Regions from separate parts of the Mus musculus genome. Here region 1 is linked to region 2. The links are chromatin contacts, called in public promoter capture Hi-C maps. All regions are on one chromosome and are shown on one strand. The core of a region is the stretch at or near the end of the contact, and the rest is flanking DNA. Distances in the headings are between cores, read along the strand shown.

What was found. Promoter capture Hi-C pulls out the DNA fragments that hold promoters and counts their contacts.
Region 1: a promoter capture Hi-C map of embryonic stem cells shows a contact between it and region 2, with 2.9 times the contacts expected there. The contact joins the promoter of Ankrd33 here to the enhancer-like site in region 2. A contact is called at or near these places in 10 of 39 promoter capture datasets (the 3T3-L1 cell line, the HPC-7 cell line, embryonic stem cells and 3 more), 2 of 484 Hi-C or Micro-C datasets (embryonic stem cells and liver) and 2 of 115 datasets of contacts at active chromatin or transcription factors (embryonic stem cells and stem cell-derived neural progenitor cells).

What each region holds. Positions count from the first base shown.
Region 1 is chr15:101,110,910-101,117,199 of GRCm38.p6, forward strand. It overlaps Ankrd33 (ankyrin repeat domain 33), which reads left to right and starts at 4,835. Exons shown (of 5, transcript NM_001374225.1): 1 at 4,835-4,993; 2 at 5,206-5,439; 3 at 5,668-5,797; 4 at 5,976-6,116. The coding sequence starts at 5,275.
Region 2 is chr15:100,905,703-100,911,996 of GRCm38.p6, forward strand. Gm52176 (a long non-coding RNA gene) reads right to left here. Exons shown (of 3, transcript XR_003951486.1): 3 at 1-6,294. It also overlaps a transcript of Scn8a not described here. Among named protein-coding and RNA genes, the nearest start is that of Gm52176, 14 kb to the right of the region's middle. Within about 2 kb of position 4,124, at least 75 of the 459 cell types and tissues checked have an H3K27ac peak or open chromatin away from gene starts, as enhancers often do. A contact at or near this core is called in embryonic stem cells, stem cell-derived neural progenitor cells and trophoblast stem cells, where this site is marked.

The DNA.
Region 1 (6,290 bases), core at 3,585-6,084, 210 kb after region 2:
GAATTCAACGATCTTACTTGCAATTTTATACAAGAGAATAAAAATTCGTTTGGTAAAACATCCTAAAATGTGGAGGGTTCACCCCATTATCTAGCCAGAGAAGCATTGCCACCCCAATGGTCTGGCAGCATGGCACAAAATGTTAAACGGAATTCTAAGTTTGTGCGTGGTTAGGTGGCACCAGAAATCGGCAGAGAGAACGGCTTAGTCTGTGCAGTGGACTCAGTCAGTGGGGAAAAACGAGGTTAGATCTGGTCGTCATCGGCTTGGGGAACCTGAACGAAATTCTGAAGCTACTGTTCTAGGGGCCGGGAGTCCAGGGTCAGGACCCTGCAGCCTCCGTTTCAGGTGAAGTCCAGAGTTAGGACACCGCAGCCTCCATTTCTGGTGAGAGTCCAGAGTTAGAACCCTGCAGCCTCCATTTCTGATGAGAGTCCAGGGTTAGGAACCCACAGCCTCAATTGCTGCTGGGATTCCAGGGTCAGGCACAGCAGCCTCAGTTCCTGGTGAGAGTCCAGGGTCAGGATTCCGCAACATCCATTGCAGTTGGGAATCCAGGCTCAGGACCCCGCAGCCTCGGTTGCTACTGGGAGTTCTTGCCCTGGGCTGGATCCCCTCACTGCGTCTTCAGTGACGGTTTCTCCTACAGGCACAGAGCTTTCTACTGTCTTCTTCCTTCCAAGGACAGTAATCCTCTTAGGTCAGGGTCCCACCTGCCTTTATGCTCTCAGTAACATCTGCGGGTGCTGAGAATGGAACCCAGGGACTTCTGCCTGCCAGGCAAACACTCTACCACTTAGCCGCATCCACCCGTGCCCACTCTGGTTTTTATAATGTTTCATCGTGACATTTTCCTCTGCATCATTGTCCTTGGCTCCCGTGACGGCCATCTCTCTCTGCTGTGCTCTCTGCCGCTCCCAGCTTCTCTGCAAGTGGCTCCCTTTCAGTTAGATCTAAATCCAAATCCACGTGTGAAAGAAAGCACCCACACAGGGCCTGAGCGTCTCTTGCTCCCCGCCCCTTATGGACACCTCCTCCTCCCTGCTTGACCCTTCCTTTGTGTGTGTGTGTATACATATACATATATACAGTTGAATATAGATTCCACATTTAAGAAAAAAATCACTTGATATTTTCTAATCTGGGTTATTACACTTAATGTGATTGTCTTGTTTACATCCATTATTCCCCCAAATCACATGACTTCATTCTAAATGGCCAGGTAACGCTCCCTTGCATACACGGACCACACTTTCTTCATCCACTCGTCTGTTGATGAGCATCTGGTCTGGCTCCCTATCTAGGCTGTTGTGAACGGTGTTCCAGGAAGCATGGGTGCCTGGGCATGCTGACTGCAGCATGTGCTCAGGAGTGGAATGGCTGGCCGGTGGGACAGCTTTCCTTTTCCTTTGGAGGAACTCGAATAATCCTTACCATTATGGCTACCAATTTGCATTCCTGCCAGCAGGGAATAAGAGCTCCTCTTTCTCACATCCTGACTAGTGTGGTGTATCCTTGCTCACTTTCTTCCTTTCTTTCTCTTACTTTTTTTTTTTGAGACACAGTTTCTCTGTGTAGCCCTGGCTGTCCCAGAACTCTCTCTGTAGAGCAGGCTGCCTCATTCTCCTGCTTCCATAACCTCTCGGTTGTGGTAGATTGAACCCTAGAGCTGTGAGACAAAATAAACTGTTCCTTAAGGTACATTCACCCCTGGAAGAATGGGAACGTTAAATGTGGTGGATGCACACACCTGTGCTCATCCACCTGCGTGGACACACCTGCGCTTATGCACCTCTGGAAGAATGGGAAAGCTAAATGTGGATGCACACACCTGTGTGCATTCACTTGTGTGCACACACCTGTGTGCATTCACTTGTGTGCACACACCTGTGTGCATTCACTTGTGTGCACACACCTGTGTGCATTCACTTGTGTGCACACACCTGTGTGCACATGCCTATGTCTATCCACCTGTGTGCACCCACCTGTGTGCATCCACCTGTGCACATGCACCTGTGTGCACACACCTGTGCTCATCCACTGGGATTCCATACAGCAGCTAGCTCTAAGGTGACTAGAGAAAAAGAAAGCTGTAGATAGGGTGTCTGTAAATGATCAGAGATGTCTGGCCTATAACGTCATAGATATTTTCTACCTACTGCATAGAATTCCACATTTGACTCTGATGGCTTGGGGTAGAGCAGCCATCTTGTGACTAAGGAACAATAAGAGAATTCCAGGCAAGGCCCTGAGACCATCAGATCAGATCCCTTAACCAAGACCAGCTTGCTGTCCCTGAAATAGTTTGCACGTGCAAAGTAAAACTCTAGTTTGCTAACCCGTGCACATCCGTTAGAGTGCAGTGGCAGACAGCAGAAATTTCGTTGGCTAGTTCAGACAGAAAGGGCTGGAAAAGCAGGCTCTAGGTCACAAACTACTGCCAGCTTTGGCAGTCACATGACCTCTGCCTGTGATTGAGAAATCACAGTCAGTACCACAGGAAGCTGGTAAACCAGGAAGCTGTTCGCAGAGCCCGCCTATCCTGCCACGGTCTGCGGGTGTCCCATAATACAAAGCTCTGCTCCAAATTTACTTACACAACATAAAGCCCAGACCCACAGCTCCAGGGCAGCTGGAAAATAAATGTTTGCTTAGCTTCCAGCTTTGGCAGCTCCGGAGAAAACTCACCAGCAGCTTTGGATGAATGCTGAGTCCAGCCCAGACGGAACCCCCTACTTTCCAGGCCAGCCCCACCCCATCAAGATACTAACTTCCAAATTGCATGTGACATCACTAGAACAGGACTTTAAAAAAACAGGTTGGGGTGGAATAAAACAAACAAACAAAAGTTCTGCAGCATAATTAGAAACTGATTAAGTTTCCAGTCAGTGGTGGCAGAGGCAGGCAGATCTCTGTGAGTTTAAGACATGTCTGGTCTACATAGTGAGACACCTCCCCCCCGACCCCCCGTATTAAAAAAAGAAAGAGAAGGAGCTGGTGAGGTGGCTCAGAGGTTGAGAGTACTGTTCTGAGTTCAATTCCCATCAACCACATGGTTTATAAGGGGGTCTGATGCCCTCTTCTGACATGGTAAGGTATGTGCAGCTGGGTACTCATACATTAAATACAATTTTAAAGAAGCCAGGCAGTGGTGGCACATGCCTGTAATCCCAGCACTTGGGAGGCAGAGGCAGGCAGATTTCTGAGTTTGAGGCCAGCCTGGTCTACAAAGTGAGTTCCAGGACAGCAGGGCTACACAGAGAAACCCTATCTCAAAAAACCAAAAAAAAAAAAAGAAAGAAAGAGGAAAACAAACAAACAAACAAACAAACACACACACAAGCCAGGTTGCATTTGATCCTAGTATTTGGGAGGTTGGGGCATGAGAATAGTGAGTTCAAGGCCATCCTAGGGTACATATTAGGTTCTGGGATATCCTGGGCTACATAAGAGTCTTTCTCAAAACAAAAGACTAATAAAACCAACAAACACAAGAAACCAGACAATAGCAATACACAAACACAAATCAACATTTTACTTTTAATGAAGTGTACATGTTCAGTGATTATTAGCACCAATGAGTAAAGAGCGGAGGAGTTGTGCAGGAACCAAACTGTGAAAGAAAAGCAAAACGATGCTGGAAAGCAGAGCCCCGCAGTGTGGAGAGTGCGACACTCTGAGCGCTAAGTCACTCAACTTATTAATCTTAAAAATGACAGTACAAAAGTACTGTTACTTTAATACATCATTTTAAAATGCCATACTTTACTTACCACCTCAGATCTAATCCATTAAAATTAATACATCATAATTTTTCTTTTAAAATTTATTTTATTTTAATAATTTAATAATTTATGTTTGCAGGCATTTTTCCAGTGCCCGTGTCTGTGCACCATGAAAGCACAGTACCAGCACAGACCAGAAGAGGGCATCAGATCCTCTGGCACTGGAGTTACAGACAGTTGTGAGCTACTCAGTGGGTGCTGGGAACTGAACCACGGTCCTTTGGAAGAGCAAGCCAGCGTTCTTAACCGCTGGGCAGTCTCTCCAGCCTCCTGGAAACTCTTCATGTTTTGATTTCTTTGGGTAAACTGTAGTGCATACCTCCCCATTCATCTTTATTTAATGCCTACACCTTCCCCATCCATAGCCCCTTCACCCAAATCTACTCCTTTGAAGTGGAAGGGATCTCTGTGTACTGACTGGTTCTGTGTGTCAACTTGACACAAGCTGGAGTTATCACAGAGAAAGGAGCCTCCCTTCAGGAAATGCCTCCATGAGATCCAGCCATAAAGCATTTTCTCAATTAGTAATCAAGGGTGGAGGGCCTGTTGTGAGTGGTGCCATCCCTGAGCTGGTAGTCTTGTGTTCTATAAGAAAGCAAGCTGAGCAAGCCAGGGGAAGCAAGCCAGTAAGTAACATCCCTCCATGGCCTCTGCATCAGCTCCTGCTTCCTGACCTGCTTGACTGGCTTCCTTGGTGATGAACAGCAGTATGGAAGTGTAAGCTGAATAAACCCTTTCCTCCCCAACTTGCTTCTTGGTCCTGATGTTTGTGCAGGAATAGAAACCCTGACTAAGACACTCAGGCTCCACAGCTGGGTGCCAAGACCTCCATAATGCTTCTCTTGCAAGGCCATATCTAAGTGCAGCTGACTTCCCACGATGAAGGGAGAAAGATCAGCCCGGAGGAATTCACTCAGCTCTGAGCCTGGAGAAGCTGCCACCATCCAAGTCTAGCAGGATCTTAGGGCAAGGATTGAGCAATGGCAGAGAGTACAGTCACCCCCCAGCCCCCCAATCCCTTCCTAACCCGCTTGACCTGGCTCAGCTCTGAGGTGTTTATGGCAGCTTTCTGCAGGCACAGCCATCTGTCACCTGCCTTGTTTCTTGGTATCAGCTACCCCACAGAAGGGCTAGTGAGCTTTTGAGGTGTGGGGGTGGACTGAGCCACAGGCTGGCCCTCTGCTGTGATGGAGACCCTAGAGTCCCAGGTAAGGTTGGGGGATGGGAAATGATAACCCCTGTCATGAGCTTCCTTGAGAACCTGACCTACATACAGTAAGATGCTTGGCTACCTGTCTTGGGTCTAGGCAGAGGTGAGACACCCTCCAGGGTAAAGGTTTGTCCTGGGGAGACGGTGCAGCTGCAGGGACTTATTCACTCAGGGTTGCAGGAGGAACTGCTCCTTGGCGTTTTGTCATAGCTGCCTGCTGAATAAAGAGGGACTCGGGCCGGCGGCAGAGGAGTCACTATTGCCCCGAGAGGACTGGACATGTCTGAGGCCCTGCCCTTCCCCAGCAACAAGACCTCAACCCCTGAATGCAATTTGAAGACACTGTACTGGGCATGTGTCCACAATGACCTTGCTGAGCTCCAAGCCAGGCTGGACGCTGGTGTGTCCCCAGAGGAGGCCTCCCAAGTGGACAGCAACGGGAGGGTGAGATGCCCCAGGGCTCACCAGAACAGTTGAGGACAGTCCAGGCTTCATACATAACATCCTGGTCTGGGTCCCCAGAGAGTCACAGAGTCATCCCCACTCTAGATGGGTGAAAACCATCTTGACAGGGGTTGGGATAGGCCCTGGGGGAAAACAGACTTAGGAGGGAAAGGAGGTCCTAAGAAGAACTTAGTGGAAAGTGGGGGTCCAAGCTGCTCTGTCCCCTAGACAGGCCTCATGGTTGCATGCTACCATGGCTTTGGTTCCATTGTGGCTCTGCTCAGCTGCTGTCCTTTCCTGGATGTGAACCAGCAAGACAAAGACGGGAACACAGCCCTCATGCTGGCTGCCCAAGCAGGTGTGAGACACAACGCCCCACCCCAGCCCACACCTACCCCACCTTCACCCCCAACTCCATCCCACCCTCACTCCCAGCCATTAGGACAGCAGCCCCAAACCTTGCACAAGAGTCTCCCAGGCCAAGCTTCAGCATTCCCTTACCTTGAGAGACTAGCTATGTGGTCCTGTCTCTGCAGGTCACATGTCTCTTGTGACTCTCCTGCTCAACTACTTTGCTGGCCTGGACCTGGAACGCAGGGACCAGCGGGGACTCACAGCTCTGATGAAGGCTGCCATTCAAGATCGCTCCGAGTGTGTAGTTGCCCTCCTTATGGCAGGTGTGCAATGGCAGGTGTGCAATGGCAGGTGTACTATGCCATATGTGCTTTGCCAGGTGTGCTATGGCAGGTGTGCAGTGGCAGGTGTTCTCTGCCAGGTGTGCGCTGGCAGGTGTGTTCTAGCAAGTATGCTCTGACATGTGTACTATGGCAGGTTGCTATGAAAAATGTGCT
Region 2 (6,294 bases), core at 2,874-5,373:
TTTATTGATATTTGTTGACTGTTTAACATACCCAAATAAGCTTCGAAGACTGATTCCAAAGCAGGATGTATTCGAGTAAGTGAGAGGTCTGTGTGTGTCGAATGTGGTTATCGTGAAGCTGGGAGCATGGTCCTGACGCAGGCCCTAAGGCACTCTAAGTTTCCTGTGGGAAGCAGGATAACTAGCCAGTGGGAGAATCTGAGGTAGTAATGAAAATGGGGTTTGAGCTGATGGGCTGATGAGGTGGGGTGGAAGTGAAGGTCATATTGGTGAGGCTTAACAACTTGTTTACAGTTTTCAAGTGAGCTGTGCTGTATAAATGGGTCCTTTGCAGTTGAGGTTTCCTGTTTACAAAGCCCTTTCCTCCCAAGAGAGACTATCTCTTAGGCCACCGATGCTACCGATGTCTCCAGTGGTATAATGCACGTACAGTGTTGCAGGTTTCCGTGTTGGCTTTTGGCAGTTCTGCAGTCGAGCTGAGCGGACCAGGGAGATTGATTGGCAGCCTATTATGGAGTCCTGCTGAGATTTGGGTTATTTTTCTTGAGAAAGGTAAAGAGGATTCTTCTTGACGGGAGAGATGACCGTGATTCCATGATGGCCCCCTCTCCTCCTCCCCCCACCCCCCCCGTAGATGAAGTAGAAGGTACCTCATGTGGGAGTAGTAGTTGAGTATGGGAGTCAAAGGCCTGTTTGTGTGCTCAGTGATTTGGTATTTCTCTTGTCCAAGAATTATGGCAGCTTGGCAGGTTATTCTACCCATCATTCCATGCAAATCCACAAAGCTGGGTAGCTTCTGAAGAGAAGAGGTTTAATGTTGTACACCAGGAGGCTGAGGGTCCAGACGTCACAGCACACGCCATGCTAAGGTACCAAGAGCTACTTTTCCTGAGGGAATGTCCCTGAAACTTGTCAGGCAGCAGCACAGGAGCCAGACTGTGTTAGTGCCCTCTAAAGGTCTCTACACCCCAGCGGCCTGCTGACTTACTGCTAGGCCCCACCTTATAAAAAGTCTCTTTACCTCTTAACAGCCTTTGGGGTGCATACTCAGACTAAAGCGTGGACTTCCTTCCACCTCATGTTAACTTAGTTGCATGTTAGTAACTGCTACTCACATACTCAGTGTTAGTCAGTGAGTGGACAAGATAAGGTAGACATGTTTCTTTCTCTTGAATTTCAGGATGAAACCTAAGTGAACACAGAGGAGTGTGTGTAGCTTGTTTGGATGAGCAGTTAGAACACATAGCTACAATAGCCCCCGTCTGGTTACTTACTACCTGTCTGGACGAGCAGTTAGAACATAGAGCTACTGTAGCTGCTGTCTGGTTACTTAGCTGTCTGGTTACTTACTTACCTGTCTGGACAAGCACTTAGAACACATAGCTACCATAGCGGCTGTCTGGTTACTTAGCTCTGGTGTGGAGCAGGGGCAACTCTTTGACCTCAAAATTAACATCAGAAATGGTTGGTTCAAACTTACAGGGGCAAATTCTGAACATTGAGGAGTTTTGTTGAAATGGGCTGCCTCAGGAGGTACCGTGATCTGTTGGCCATAGGTAGTATGGCAGTGGCTTTTTCTTGGCGATTCATGAAGGAATATATCTTGAGTATTTCTGTTCTGAAGATCTGAGATCTCAGATGGTCCCAAAGTGTTAAAATGGAGCTCCAAAAACTTTTCGATTCTAGGGTGTTTTGTATTTTGGGCTTCTGAATCAAGGATGCTTGGACAACAGAGTCCTTCGAAGACACACTAAGTGTGGAAATCCCTGGAATCTGGAACACTTCCGTTCCGGGTGTTCCACATAAAGGACACTCGCCTGCACACAGGTATCAGGTGAGCGTTGGGCAAGGAAAGGGTCACATTCTCGGTACTGCTGACTTTTGAACATGGTGATTTGGTGATGGGGGTAAGCTAAGCATTTTAAAATGTTTAGTAGCATCTCTGCATCTACCACTTGATAATAGTGACACTCTCCTAAGCTGGGACACTCCACAGCGGCATCTCCAGATAGCATTGGTTAGTTAACCCTGAGAGATGAGACCCAGAGACAACTCTGGAAATGGACATTTGTTTTGGGGGAGGGGTGCATCGTGTGGCATAGATTATTAGCATATGAGAAGAGATTTCAAGGCCTGTGTAATTGGGGTGGTGGTTTTCTGTTACACTCCAATTTAGGGAGACTTTCAGGGGTCCAGAATTTTCAGGATATTCGTGATGTTGGTAAGCTTGAAAATGCTGGCTGTTCTTTGTGACTTTTTTCTGGGCGAGGCTCATGGGAGAGTGGGGAGCCTTAGACAAGGTCTGAGCAGAGGCATGCATCCTACACATGAGGAGCAGGTGACAGCCAAGCTTGACTGCAGTCAGGGCAGACCCAGAGGTCCTGCCCCTCCAAGCTGCTCTGTCCTGCTCTAGCCTGTGCAGCTGTACTGGGGGAGATGACATGTTTCTGGGGAATTTGTTAACTCATCATGGCCTGAATTCTTGTCTTCTTTGTTTCCGAGGTGCAACTTGGCCAAGTTTCTTAACTTCACCATGCCTCATTTTATTGGTTTTAATTTTTAAAAGATTCCAGGGATGGGAGGTGATGGCTCAGTTGGCAAAGTGCCTAAGGACCTGAGTCCACCCCCAAAACCCATTTAAAAAATTTTGGTGTAGGGACATACGCTTATAATCCTGGTGCCAGCGAGGCAGATACAGGTAGAATCCTGGAGTTTGCTGGCCAGCCAGCCTGCTCCCTCCCCCTGCACACACCCCCATACCACCTCCCACCCACCCCCAGATAAGGTTTCTCTGTGTATTCTTATCTGTCAAAGAACTCGCTCTGTAGATGGGCTGGTTTTGAACTCAGTGATCCACCTGCCTCTGCCTCCCAAGTACTGGGATGCCTGTTCAGCTAGCCTACTTGAGGAGTTTCAGGCCAGTGAAAGATCCTAACTGAAAAATTAGAGTAGATGGCTCTGTGGAACAACACCTGAGTTTACCCTCTGGCCTCCACACTCAGACATATGCAACCCCCCACCCACCCACATACACACATGCACCTATACAAAATTTCATTAAACTGTATATAATGTGGAACTGATTGTTTAATTTAAAGCATATTCATCATCATGTAGCCATTCTACAGTCCATCTCCAGAGCAGGTTCTTCTTTCTCATCTGCAACCCTATGTGTCTTGGCCACTCCCCAGTTGTCTCCCTGCCCCTCTCCACCTGCCACTTCTATTGTCTCCCCACCCCTATCCACTGGCCACTCCCATTAGCTCCCCACCCCATCCACTGGCCACTCCCATTGGCTCCCCACCCATCCACTGGCCACTCCCTGTTGTCGCCCCCGCCCCTCTCCACTGGCCATTCCCCATTATCTCCCCACCCCTCTCCATTGATCACTCCCTGTTGTCTTCCCACCCCCTCCACTGGCCACTCCCTTTCTCCATTGATCACTCCCATTGTCTCCCCGCCCCTCTCCACCTCTCTATTTTGTGTCTTTACAAAATGGCTCTTCTAAGAACCTCATATAAGTAGAGTCACAAAGCAGCATGCGTTTAGGGTCCACCCATGTCATGTAAGGTGTCAGGCTGTTCTTTCTATTGTAAACAGATGCCATGTTGTCTGTCCCTGGACACTGGGATGCTTTCAGTTTTACGTGATTATGTGAAATGTTGCTGTAGTGCTAGGCTTTGTTTAATTTTTTTGGTTTTGGACAGTTGGGTTCTGTTTTCTGATGGCGATGGAAACTGAATCCCAATGCACTGAATTTATGCATTTGTTTCATTTGATGTGAAGTGGGGGAAAAAAAAAAAGGCTCGTTTGGTTTGGCTCACGGTGGTGCTTCCAGAGCGCTGGGCACCGGCTTGTGCTGAGTCCTGCTCTCTTTGGTTGCTTTTACCTCTTTTACATTTCTCTGCCCTGATGGTGAATCAAAACCAAGCAATGACTAATAGATTTTTTTTTTTTTAATTTCTGCCACTTCATGTCCATCCCAGGACTGACATTTTCCCAGTGTTCTGTGTGTCTCCAAGGGCTCAATAAAAGCTCTGACTTGTTCTAGTTCTCTGCAATGCCCTTCACTGAGGCTCGCTGTCAACACTGTAAGATTGTTTCTTCTAACAGTCTGCTAATGGCAGCTTGCTACACATAGACCCCCTGAGGTCCACAGAGCAGGATTTTGACTCATCTGTCATTCAAAGAGACTACTGATAGCCTGAGGGGGAGATTCAGACACAGTTGGTGAATTTTGTTACTTTGTTCCTGACTCCTGCTTAAACACCCAATCTCCCTCCCTCTGTGGGAAGGCATATTTTTGGCTGGCCCTTTTCTCTTTGTGCGGTGCCATCTGTCACAGGGGTCATTGCTTAGAACCTGGCTTCTTCCCGGCTGGAGCAGGTGGTCACAGCCAGTGGCTATTGACAGAGTTGGGCCTTTGGAGCTTACCAGTGTGCCCCCCACCCCCCTATGCTGTGAGTGTGGTTGTTACCCTTCAGAGGAAGAAGAGAAAGCTGAATAATGCAAAGCTGATTTTGAATTGTTGATTTATTCTTGTGTTCCAACTACTTGACTCTTCTTGTCTGTCTGTCTGTCTGTCTGTCTGTCTGTCTGTCAGCCTGTTCCGCTGGACCCTCAGACCGGGTTGAAAGAATGCACAGAACACAAAGAAAGCAGTGTCTTTGGCAGTTCTGGCTAACATAATCGCTCAGAAGGCACTTGGCCTTTGCTGGAAGGGACAATCTTGCTGGAAGGACCCCGGTTTCAAAGTCTTATTTAAATGGAGTGTGTCTGCAGCTACTCGGGATTCGGGGCCTGACTCAGCCCAGCGCTGAGTCACTGAGCCGGCTTCATTCATGGATCATGTGCTCTCACACAGCTTGGTGGCAGAGGGGAGAGAATTACTATTTTCAAATGTTCCTTCCTGAGGTAGCATGGTCCAGAAGTGAGCCGAGAGACAGGATGCTGGAGTTCTATTCTTGGCCCAGCTATGCACCTTCAGCAAGATACAGCCCCGCCTCCCGCCATGTTAATATGGAAGGATGGGAACCTAAGTTAAACCAGCAGGGCAGGGGAGAATAGGAGAGGTTTTTAAAAGGTTTTCTCAGAGAGATTTTGAGGAACCGGGCTCCCAAATCCCTGTCTCTCTGGTGCGCCAGTACATTGTTGCCATATGGTGCTCAAAAGACTTGGCGTGGGGAAATAGTGCGACCTTGTCCACAGACATACTCAGCATCCTCAGACTCTTCTTTTCACACCCTCATGGCATCCCATAGTTCCTGCACTGCGTGTGCACTGTGTGTGCATTTGTGTTCTAAAAAGCACTAATAGGAGCTGAGAAACTAAGGGTGCTTGCTGCCCAGCCTGATGACCCGAGGTGATCTCCAGAATCCACACGGTGGAAGGAGAGACCCAGTTCCCACGAGTTGTTCTCTGACCTCCACATGTATGTCATGGCTTGTGCATGAACACACACACACACACACCTTTTTCAGAGCAATGATTTATAGGATAAATTACTGCAAACATTAGTATATTTATATATTGTATAATCTAGGTGGCTGAAGCCAGCCTGACCCAGAGTCAGGTGTTACTGGTTTCTCGGGGCCTCCTTAGCTCTGTGTGTTTGCATGCTCTGCCTTCCCTAGTTGGAAAGACTCGTATGTCTAAACTGAGAGCTGGGTGTGGTCCTGCCTCCCATCTCTCCTAATTCCCGGAGAGGTGAAGTCTTTCCTACCAGGCTGTGTCGTCCTTCAGTTCACGGCACAGCACTTCTTTTTCTGACACTTGAACCGCAGTGCTGAGGTGTCTCTAATCTTTGTTTACAGAGTTCTCTCATTTTTATTATGAAATATTTTAAGTGTGCAGATAAGCATAGAGAATAATTTATGTGCTTACTATTTTGATGAATAAATAATTATAAGTATAACCCCACCTCCCCACCCCCAAGCACCATGTCTAATGAAACTCCTAGCCATTTTGAACAAACTTTTTTTTTTTTTTTTTGGCAAGGTCCTATTGCAGAAAACCTGATTCCCTGTAGCAAGTGTGCTGTCCATGTCCTGTACATGCTGTCTGGTGACCTAGGGCAAACTGTTTCACGTCCCTGAGTTTTATGTTTCTCACCCATACAGTGAGAATAATAACAACACCTGCCTGTCTGGTTACTTTAGAATCAATGTGGCAATATATGTGGTGCTCTGCAAAGCCCTGTCTTATGCATTGGGCCAGTCCTCTCTACAGACAGGTGACAGCAGTGACCCCAGGTTGTGGGGGAGGGTACTGGGGATGGGCTGCTCAGGAAGTGAT